Linked DNA regions of Ovis aries: region 2 is linked to region 1. The links are chromatin contacts, called in public Hi-C maps. All regions are on one chromosome and are shown on one strand. Each heading gives the region's core, a stretch centred on a gene start, on an enhancer-like site or on the middle of the called end of the contact. The rest is flanking DNA. Distances are from core to core; before and after follow the strand shown.

Evidence for each region. A called contact is a pair of places that touch in the nucleus more often than the background predicts.
Region 2: a contact with region 1 is called in a Hi-C map of hypothalamus, with 3 times the contacts expected there. The contact joins the promoter of TRIM2 here to the enhancer-like site in region 1. A contact is called at or near these places in 2 of 16 Hi-C or Micro-C datasets (hypothalamus and skin fibroblasts).

Annotation. Positions count from the first base shown.
Region 1 is chr17:4,647,909-4,652,514 of ARS-UI_Ramb_v3.0, reverse strand. All of the region lies in intron 1 of TRIM2 (tripartite motif containing 2), which reads left to right. Among named protein-coding and RNA genes, the nearest start is that of TRIM2, 65 kb to the left of the region's middle. Within about 2 kb of position 1,929, at least 13 of the 54 cell types and tissues checked have an H3K27ac peak or open chromatin away from gene starts, as enhancers often do. A contact at or near this core is called in hypothalamus, where this site is marked.
Region 2 is chr17:4,713,343-4,717,948 of ARS-UI_Ramb_v3.0, reverse strand. It overlaps TRIM2 (tripartite motif containing 2), which reads left to right and starts at 2,718. Exons shown (of 12, transcript XM_060400930.1): 1 at 2,718-2,914. It overlaps LOC114118833 (a long non-coding RNA gene), which reads right to left and starts at 2,685. Exons shown (of 4, transcript XR_003591973.3): 1 at 2,627-2,685.

The DNA.
Region 1 (4,606 bases), core at 680-3,179:
TTCATGCTGAGCTCTGAAGCTGTGAGTTGGCCTCAGAACTACGTGCCATGAGGAGCACTCACGTGTTTACCAAGGTCGCTTCAAGTCTATATAGTTTCCTTGGTTGTTCAGTTCAGTTCAGTCAGTCAGTCATGTCCGACTCTTGGCGACACCATGAATTGCAGCACACCAGGCCTCCCTGTCCATCACCATCTCCCGGAGTTCACTCAGACTCAGGTCCATCGAGTCAGTGATGCCATCCAGCCATCTCATCCTCTGTCATCCCCTTCTCCTCCTGCCCCCAATCCCTCCCAGCATCAGAGTCTTTTCCAATGAGTCAACTCTTCGCATGAGGTGGCCAAAGTACTGGAGCTTCAGCTTTAGCATAATTCCTTCCAAAGAAATCCCAGGGTTGATCTCCTTCAGAATGGACTAGTTGGATCTCCTTGCAGTCCAAGGGACTCTCAAGAGTCTTCTCCAACACCACAGTTCAAAAGCATCAATTCTTCGGTGCTCAGCCTTCTTCACAGTCCAACTCTCACATCCATACGTGACTACAGGAAAAACCATAGCCTTGACTAGACGGACCTTAGTTGGCAAAGTCATGTCTCCACTTTTGAATATACTATCTAGGTTGGTCATAACTTTTCTTCCAAGGAGTAAGCGTCTTTTAATTTCATGACTACAGTCACCATCTGCAGTGATTTTGGAGCCCAGAAAAATAAAGTCTGACACTGTTTCCCCTGTTTCCCCATCTATTTCCCATGAAGTGATGGGACCGGATGCCATGATCTTCATTTTCTGAATGTTGAGCTTTAAGCCAACTTTTTCACTCTCCTCTTTCACTTTCATCAAGAGGCTTTTTAGCTCCTCTTCACTTTCTGCCATAAGGGTGATGTCATCTGCATATCTGAGGTTATTGATATTTCTCCCGGCAATCTTGATTCCAGCTTGTGTTTCTTCCAGCCCAGCGTTTCTCATGATGTACTCTGCATGTAAGTTAAATAAGCAGGGTGACAATATACAGCCTTGACGTACTCCTTTTCCTATTTGGAACCAGTTTGTTGTTCCATGTCCAGTTCTAACTGTTGCTCCCTGACCTGCATACAGATTTCTCAAGAGGAAGGTTAGATGGTCTGATATTCCCATCTCTTTCAGAATTTTCCACAGTTTATTGTGATCCACACAGTCAAGGCTTTGGCATAGTCAATAAAGCAGAAATAGATGTTTTTCTGGGACTCTCTTGCTTTTCCATGATCCAGCGGATGTTGGCAATTTGATCTCAGGTTCCTCTGCCTTTTCTAAAACCAGCGTGAACATCAGGGAGTTCACAGTTCACGTATTGCTGAAGCCTGGCTTGGAGAATTTTGAGCATTACTTTACTAGCATGTGAGATGATCTTACTGAGGAGCCTCCATCCGCAGAAGTCCTGTGAAATGTGCAAGGCAGCTCCTTCCACGGTCCTGGAGAGTTCCGGGGGCACTGGGACCATCTCTGCGTTTCCAGGAAGCCCAGCAGAGTTGAATCCCTTTGCTGTGTCACTGACACACAGGTTCTTCCACTGTGGACCAAGGGACAAGAACCAGGGCTCCCGGAATACAGGAGTCTTGCCCCATGCTCATCACTGCTGGATGATTCTGTTATCTTAAGAGCGTTTTGTAAGGAGAAGATAGCAGCCATCAGTGATGTCTTAGAAACGTGCCCCATTTCAGGATACCCTCAGGGAGAATAGCCATTGTCTTCTGGATATTCTCTGTGATCTGGGAAAGCGGAGGGGTGAAGCATAGATCTTAATTAATACTGGACCATTAGGAAGAGAAAATGGAGAGGCTCTTGGAAGGTAGCAGTGACCCTAAAAAGCCCCCGAGGCCGTGCGGGAACTTCGGCAAGGAAAGGCAGGGGCAGCCCGAGGAAAGCAGTGACCCTCCCACTCTCAGCCCGGGCACTGGACCAGCGGCGGAGGGGGCCGGGCCGCGCCCAGCTCCCCCATCCAGGCGGGCCCCAACATTCAGGGGACGCCGGCCTCCTTGCCCGTCGGGGTTCCCCCGTTACTGTCTGCACACAGACCTGGTGCCCATGTCGAGGGGCAGGGTCCCCAGGGCGGGGGTGGGGGATGCTGCTGCTTGGGAGGAGACCTGGGCTCAGCGCGGAACAGGACCGGGTGGAAGCGGAGCTGGAGGCCGGGATCCTTGACCTTGCCGCGAATTGAGCTCAGAGAAACGTCTCAGTACTTTCCGGGTTGCCAAGGCTAGTGCTGAACCCGCTCCTGCAGAGTGGAGACCACGGCCGCCTGTCCACACCGCTGAGGGCTCCAGGAGCCGGGTGGGGCAGGGGGTCCCGTCAGAGCCGCTCCCAGCCCTTTGCACGGACGCTGTCACTGCGCACCCCCTTCCTCCCCCAGGTGGACGCGAACCTCTCTTCTCGTCTCCGCTCCTGAGTCTCTAAAAAGCCCCAAGACGGGGGCTGGGGCTGGGGGGGCAGGGCTGGGAGAGGAAAAGAGGTGGAGGCTGCGGGGCTGGAGGGGAGCAGAGCCTTCCAGCTCCTTCCTCTCGCCTGGGCTGCTCTGTGGCTGCGGTGGGCCTTTCTTCCTTTGAATAAAAGCAGTCCTTTCAGGTGCTGCCCGCGGAATGGCTCTCTCCAGTTCGTAGCCCCAGGCGGAGGCCTAAGCCTCTGATTCCTTCTCTTAATTCCAGGGGAACGTGGGTTGTGTTCTCATATCCTCCAACTCTAGGCACGTCTGTCCCCAGACCTGGACCTGGAAGCTTTGTGTGTGTGCTGGGTCACCGGGCAATCGGGGGGACTAACGCTGATTAAACACCAGCTGTATGTTAGGGACTGTTCTGAGTGCTCTATGTATATGAACCGGTTAACCTTACAAGGGAGGTATTCTCCTTTGTTTTCAGGCGAGGGAACTGAGGCTCGGAGAATTAATAAAATTGTCCAGGATTACACGGCTGGTCTGGGGTAGACTGGCATTCTGGTTCCAGAAGCTGCGTTTTTAACCACTATGTGATACCGGGGAGGGGCGTTATATTCTTTATTTTGTATGTATTCGGACTCCTACTTCTGATTATTTAACGTCTTTCAAAATTTTCCCTGTTGTTAACAATGTAATGATGAGTGTTTCTGTAATAATAGCTAATGATTCTTACCATTTATTGCACTGCTAAGGGTGGCAGAGCCTGTTTCAAGTTCCTTATGCCTTGTAACTAATTCAGTGTTTGTGACTACTGTTAGTACCATGGAACCAATGAGGAAACTGAGGCCAGAGCAGTTGGTTAAACATTTTGTCCCAGGTGGCAGGATTAGGAAGTGGCAGAGTTATCTCAAAGCTTTTGTTCTTAGGATACTGTCTGTACATTTATCTGTGACCATATCTCTGATTCTGCTTCAGGAGACATTTTGAAGCTGGAATTACTAGAGCATAAGATAGAAATATTTTGAAGGATCTATATATATATCACAAAATTATTTGTCAGAAGCCAAGGATAGTTAGCTAATTTGTGTTCCCATGAATGCTGTGCAATTGACTAAGGAATCTAAAAGTTGAATGAGCCCCTGAGCAACGTGTCTATATACCTTTTGGACTTTTATCAGTTAATCTGGGCATTAACTATCGTTAATATTATTTCTAAGAAAATAAAATACATGTCTGGCTCAAAACTCCATTTTCAAGCAAGCATCTGGGGTGCTGGCAATGTTCTATTTCTTGGTTTGATAGTGTTTACCCTTTGTGGTTTCTTGCAATAAATAATTCATCAAGCTATTGCCTTAGAATTTGTGTACTTTTCTGTTTGTAATGTATACTTACTAAAAGTCCCCCCGCCTTAGGCCTCTGATTGAAGCCTAAATTCTTGTTGTTGTTGTTATTTATTTTTAATTTATTTTTAGTTTTAATTGGTGGCTAATTACTTTACAATATTGTGGTGGTTTTGCCATAGAGTCACATGAATCAGCCGTGGGTGTACATGGTTCACACATGGTGTACATGTGTTTCACCCATAAAAGTTTATTTTTAAACAGACTATCAAATATAACTGTTTGGAAGTTAGGAGATAGAACATATTGGAATCCATTGTAAGGAACAGGAAAATGACTCAGTTGCCATCATATTTTCTCCACATGTTGGCTAAAAGGAGATTTAAAAAGAAAGTTTCATGATTCCTTCTTTCTTTCCACTTCCAATGCAAGAATTAGACATTAAACCACAATAGTACTAAGAAATGCAGTTCAGAAAAAGTCCTTTTTTTGTCTTTGTTTTCTCCAAGAAAGGTTTTTTTTGGTTTGAAGCTTCCAAAGTATGACACAGATGTAAAGAATGCAAGGTTATGATGAGTGAGGTTTGGCGAGGTCTTGAGAACAGCGATCGCAATCCTGGAGAGAGTTGTGCTCTATCTTGTTTTTCTAATAAGGTCTCCCTTAATATTTGGTTTTGAGGCAGCGGGTTCTGTGATATGGCCTGATGCGTTCAGCAATGGCCCTAGAGACTCAGGTACATCTTTCCATAGCTAATGGATCCAGCCCAGGAAGATCAGAATATCATCCTTTCAGAAAACATTCTAGGGAAGTACCTTCTTACTCTAATGGAAGCCAGTAGCAATTGCCTTGTCAAGCTTCCAGTTTGTTA
Region 2 (4,606 bases), core at 1,469-3,968, 65 kb before region 1:
ATTCCAATATAGTCCATGGGGTTGCAAAGAGTCGGACATGACTGAGCGCCTTTCATTTTCACTTTCCATGGATAAATATACAAACAATACTGCACATATCGAATAGCAATGTCTAACTGAAGTGTCAAAAATATCCCATAGAGAATTAAAATCATGGGGAAAAAGTAACCTAACAATTGGGAGTCATGTATTTGCTGTAATGGACAGGTTCCTCCACATGCCGGGCCCTGCGCTGTGCATTCTCCAAGTCTTACGTCACTTAATCTTCCCAGCCACCTTACAAGGAAGGTGGTGTTATTAGCCTGTTTTTCAAATGAGAAAACACACATAGCCAGGAAGTATCAGCTGGGACTTAAGCCAAGTCTAGTTGATTCTGAGCCTCTTCTCTCAAGCAGTCTACCACAAAATATCGGCAAGTGTAAAGAAAATACAGACACGTGACATAGGCAAGTGTAAAGCCAAGAATTTCCCTGCATCATCGCTGTCATATGTACAAAGACACACATGCGTAACTTTGAAAGAATTGGGATCACAACTATCTACTGTTTTGCATTACAGTTAATATTACTAAGTAACATAATATTTTAAATATAATCATCTTGCTCTTTATTTTTGGAGAAAAATTTTTAATGGTTCATTGTACAGTGTTTTTTTAACCTCTTTATTATTCAGTTGCTTATTTGTGTCCGACTCTTTAAGACCCCATGGACTGCAGCACGCCAGGCTTCCCTGTCCTTCACCATCTCCCAGAGTTTGTTCAGACTCACGTCCATGGAGTCGATGATGTCATCAACTATCTCTTCCTTTGTCACCTGCTTCTCTTCCTGCCCTCAATCTTTCCCAGCATCAGGGTTTTTTCCAATGAGTCAGCTCTTCACATCAGATGGAGCCTCAGCTTCAGAATCAGCCATTCCAGTGAATATTCAGGGTTGATCTCCTTTAGGATTGACTGGTTTGATCTCCTTGCAGTCCAAGGGACTCTCAGGAGTTGTCTCCAGCACCACAAGTTGAAGGCATCAATTTTCCGGCACTCATATTTCTTTAAGGTCCAACTCTCACATCTGAACATGACTACTGGAAAAAATCATAGCTTTGACTAGACGGACCTACGTCAGCAAAGTGACGTCTATGCTTCTTAATACACTTTCTAGGTTTGTCATAGCTTTTCTTCCAAGGAGCAAGCGTCTTTTAATTTCACAGCTGCAGTCAACATCTGCAGTGATTTTGGAGCCCAAGAAAATAAAGTCTATCACTGTTTCCATTTTTTCCTCATTTTTGCCATGAAGTGATGGTATCAGATGCCATGATCTTAGCTTTTTGAACGTTAAGTGTTAAACCAGCTTTTCACTCTCCTTCTTCCACCTCATCAAGAGGCTCCTTAGCTCCTCTTCGCTTTCTGCCATTAGAGTGGTATCAGCTGAATATCTGAGGTTGTTGCTATTTCTCCTGGAAATCTTGGTTACAGTTTGTTATTTATCCAGCCTGGCATTTCCCATGACATACTCTACATATAAGTTAAATAAGCAGGTGACAATATACTGACTCGACATACTCCTTTTTAACACCTTTATCCCTATTCTTCCGTATTCTACAGTATTCACTGTTAATTTTTGTTAGATATGAAGATAATCTGCTTGACACTTTTATTTTCTCAAACTTGAAATGTAGTGAGAGAGAGAAGTGGATGTCTATCCTATTGCTGACTATACATTTTTTGGTTTAGAGCTCTTTTGCAAATAAACATTGCAATCACATGATTCCAAAGTTATGTGCTTCAAAGCAGATTTGGGATACAAAATGTGGATTTCCAAAACATGTAAATTAAATAGTTATTCTTGATGAAAATCTTTGCTTTCTGACAAAAATGACTTGTATGTTTTCTGTCACATAAACTGTTTTCTTAGAATATAGAAATATCACTTCCTTTATGAAAATTAGGCTCATGTGGAACTTTTAATAGAAATGCATTTATGACTTTTAAAGAGGTGTGTTTGTGTGGACACACACGTATATATGCAAATATGTATTTCAGTCTCAGCCCAGAGATTGATTGATGTCATTATATTATTACAATGTATGTAGTAAAATCTCATAAATTCAAATATACCATTGATTTCAAACTTATATTTGAAAAACAGAAGTTAGGGTAAGGAGAAACTAATATAGGGTATGTTTGTTTGTTTCTGCAATCCTATAATGCCTTGCACAAAGCACACCAGCTTGTTTCACTTTACTTTTGAATACCTGCTTATGGTTTGACGAGTATAAATTGCCTATGCCCAAAATTAACAAGGTAGAGTACTAACACTGAACGAACCTCTGAACAAATATGAAGAGTCTCATCCACACGTCTCCTTTTCCGCTCCCAAACCATCACTGAAATAGTTTAATTTTGTAACCATGTGTTTATCGTAACCTGCTATTCACAGAGGCCATCTGCAGTCAATTATTATTCCCAAGAGGTCTCCCCTTGGCGTCACTCTGTGGGCCTCTCCTCCCTTCTACCCGGAGCTGGTTAGTGCTCAGTCTGTGCAAAATAACTTTACAGTATCTTAAGCAGAATAAAGGAAAGTAATCATGCGACAGAGAATGATAGATCTGCTTCTAAAACCAAGCATGAACTCACTTGGTGCGGGCGCAGGGGGAGCTACGCGGTCCGCGGAGTCTGCGTCGCCCATTAACTCCACCCCCACGCAGGCTCCCGGGGCTCCGCCTCCAGTCCCAAACATCGCTGCCTGCCCTCCTGTTTCTGCCCTCCCGCCTTAGAGAATCTCTACATCTTTGATTTAAAGCAGGCGTCCATTGCCCCCCTCGGACCGCCTCATGCCAGGTCGCAGTTGTCCCGGTAACAGCGTGTCTGAAGGAAGAGCGGGCTCTCCGCAGTTTCCACGGAAACCACTCCCGGCAGAAGCAGGTGCGGCGGGCGCAGCCGGGCGGCGCGGGAAGGCGCCCTCGGGGCGGGGCGCGGGGGACCGCCCCCTGCGCCTGGTATGGGTGATATATATGCACCATATTTCATTAAGCACTGTCTTCGGTGGGCTATTTCACCGGCAGAACAGAACCACTAATTCCTTCCGTCTCGATACAAACCCAGTCGCTCTCGAGAAGCTGTCCGCGCTTTAGGGATGGCCCAAATCGAGGAGGGTCTGCAAAGGAGCCCTCCCCTCTCCTCCCCTAACAGTGATTCTGCTGGCCAGGGTCCTCTCGAGAGGCTGGAGCGTTCGTGTGCGCGACAGAACGTGAGGGAAACCCAGGTTGATGCGCTTCCTGCCCTTTGCATAGTGCCGGGATATTCTACCAGTGCCCAGAAAATCAAGTATTAATAGGTTTGAGGTTTGCTGCGTTGCTCTAAGTCAGTCCCCTTTACATTTGTGACGCAGGTTAGGTTAACTGGGAAGGCACTCGCCTCGTTTTGTTTCACAAGTATCGTTGGGAAGAGTATCAGATCTCTGCTCAGAGCGGTGAGGAAAGAACTGAGGTTTCTGGACAGTTCCTAGGTCAAGGCTGGCGTTTGACCCTTCTCCTGGTCCGTGCCTGGGCAGTCATTCCGGCCGCGGCATCGCCGGAGCTGACGCAGGGTGACAGCCGCGGCCGAACGCGCGCTTCTCGGCCCCTCGCCCGTCGTCTTTGTGTCTCTCGGGGCGGGAGGGGAGGGGCTGTCTGACACAGTTATTAAACCTGGCAGCTGCGTTGGCGGCACCGAGGCGCATTTTGAGTGAGCTTGCAGAAAATGAGGGGCTTCCAGCCGGGCACCGGCTTGCCACTTCTCGCTGCCTGAAAGGCGGGTTTCAGCGCGCTTTCTCTGGCTCCCGTTAGCAGCGGCCACTGAGAGCGCACGCACTTGGCGTAACAGTGGGAAACGTGAGTGTTTGCGGCTCCGCGCCGCGGGCCGGCGGCTCGGCTCCTAAGGCTTGCAGCCGGGTGGCGGGGACGCAGAGGCAGCGGAGGAGAGGCCGGCGCGCGGGGGGCCGGGCTGCGGGAGGGCCGCGCGCCGCCACGCCTGGTCCGTAGGTGGTGCGCGCCGGCGCCTCGAGGAGGCGACAGGCCGGGGGCTGCGAGAGGCGGCTGGGGCGCCCGGGGTCTGGCGCGCGCCCTGCGATCTGGGCCTGTGGTTTGGAGCCACATGCACAAAGACGTCGGACCTGGGGAGCAGGTGTAGACAGTCCTGGGCTGCCCCAGGCCCTCCGGTCCTTTTTGAGAGAGGGGAGGAGCTGCATTTTACGGATGGCTCGAAACAATGAGGTTAGGCCAGCGCTTCCCGGCCCCGGAGGACCTTTGCGCGCTGGCGGTGAGCATCTGGCCAGTCCCGTGGGGACCCCGGTGTGGCAGCGCCGCCGGGAGCTTCGCGCGCCTCCAGAGGTCGGTGCGTCCTCATCCCTTGGGGATTTCAGAGCCTCTTGGGGCTCAGGCCCCAATTCCTGAGCTCCCTCCCTCCCTTTTCCTCCTCGAACGCTGTGTTCTAACTGGGCTGACATTTTACGAAGACCCTAATAAGGGGAAGAGACCTTAATTGCTTAATTTCTTCCCGAAGTTAAGAGTGTGAAGAGGTGTGGTGTTTTTCCTTACTATCGATTGCTAGAGGGAATCTAGAAGTTCAGCATCGGAT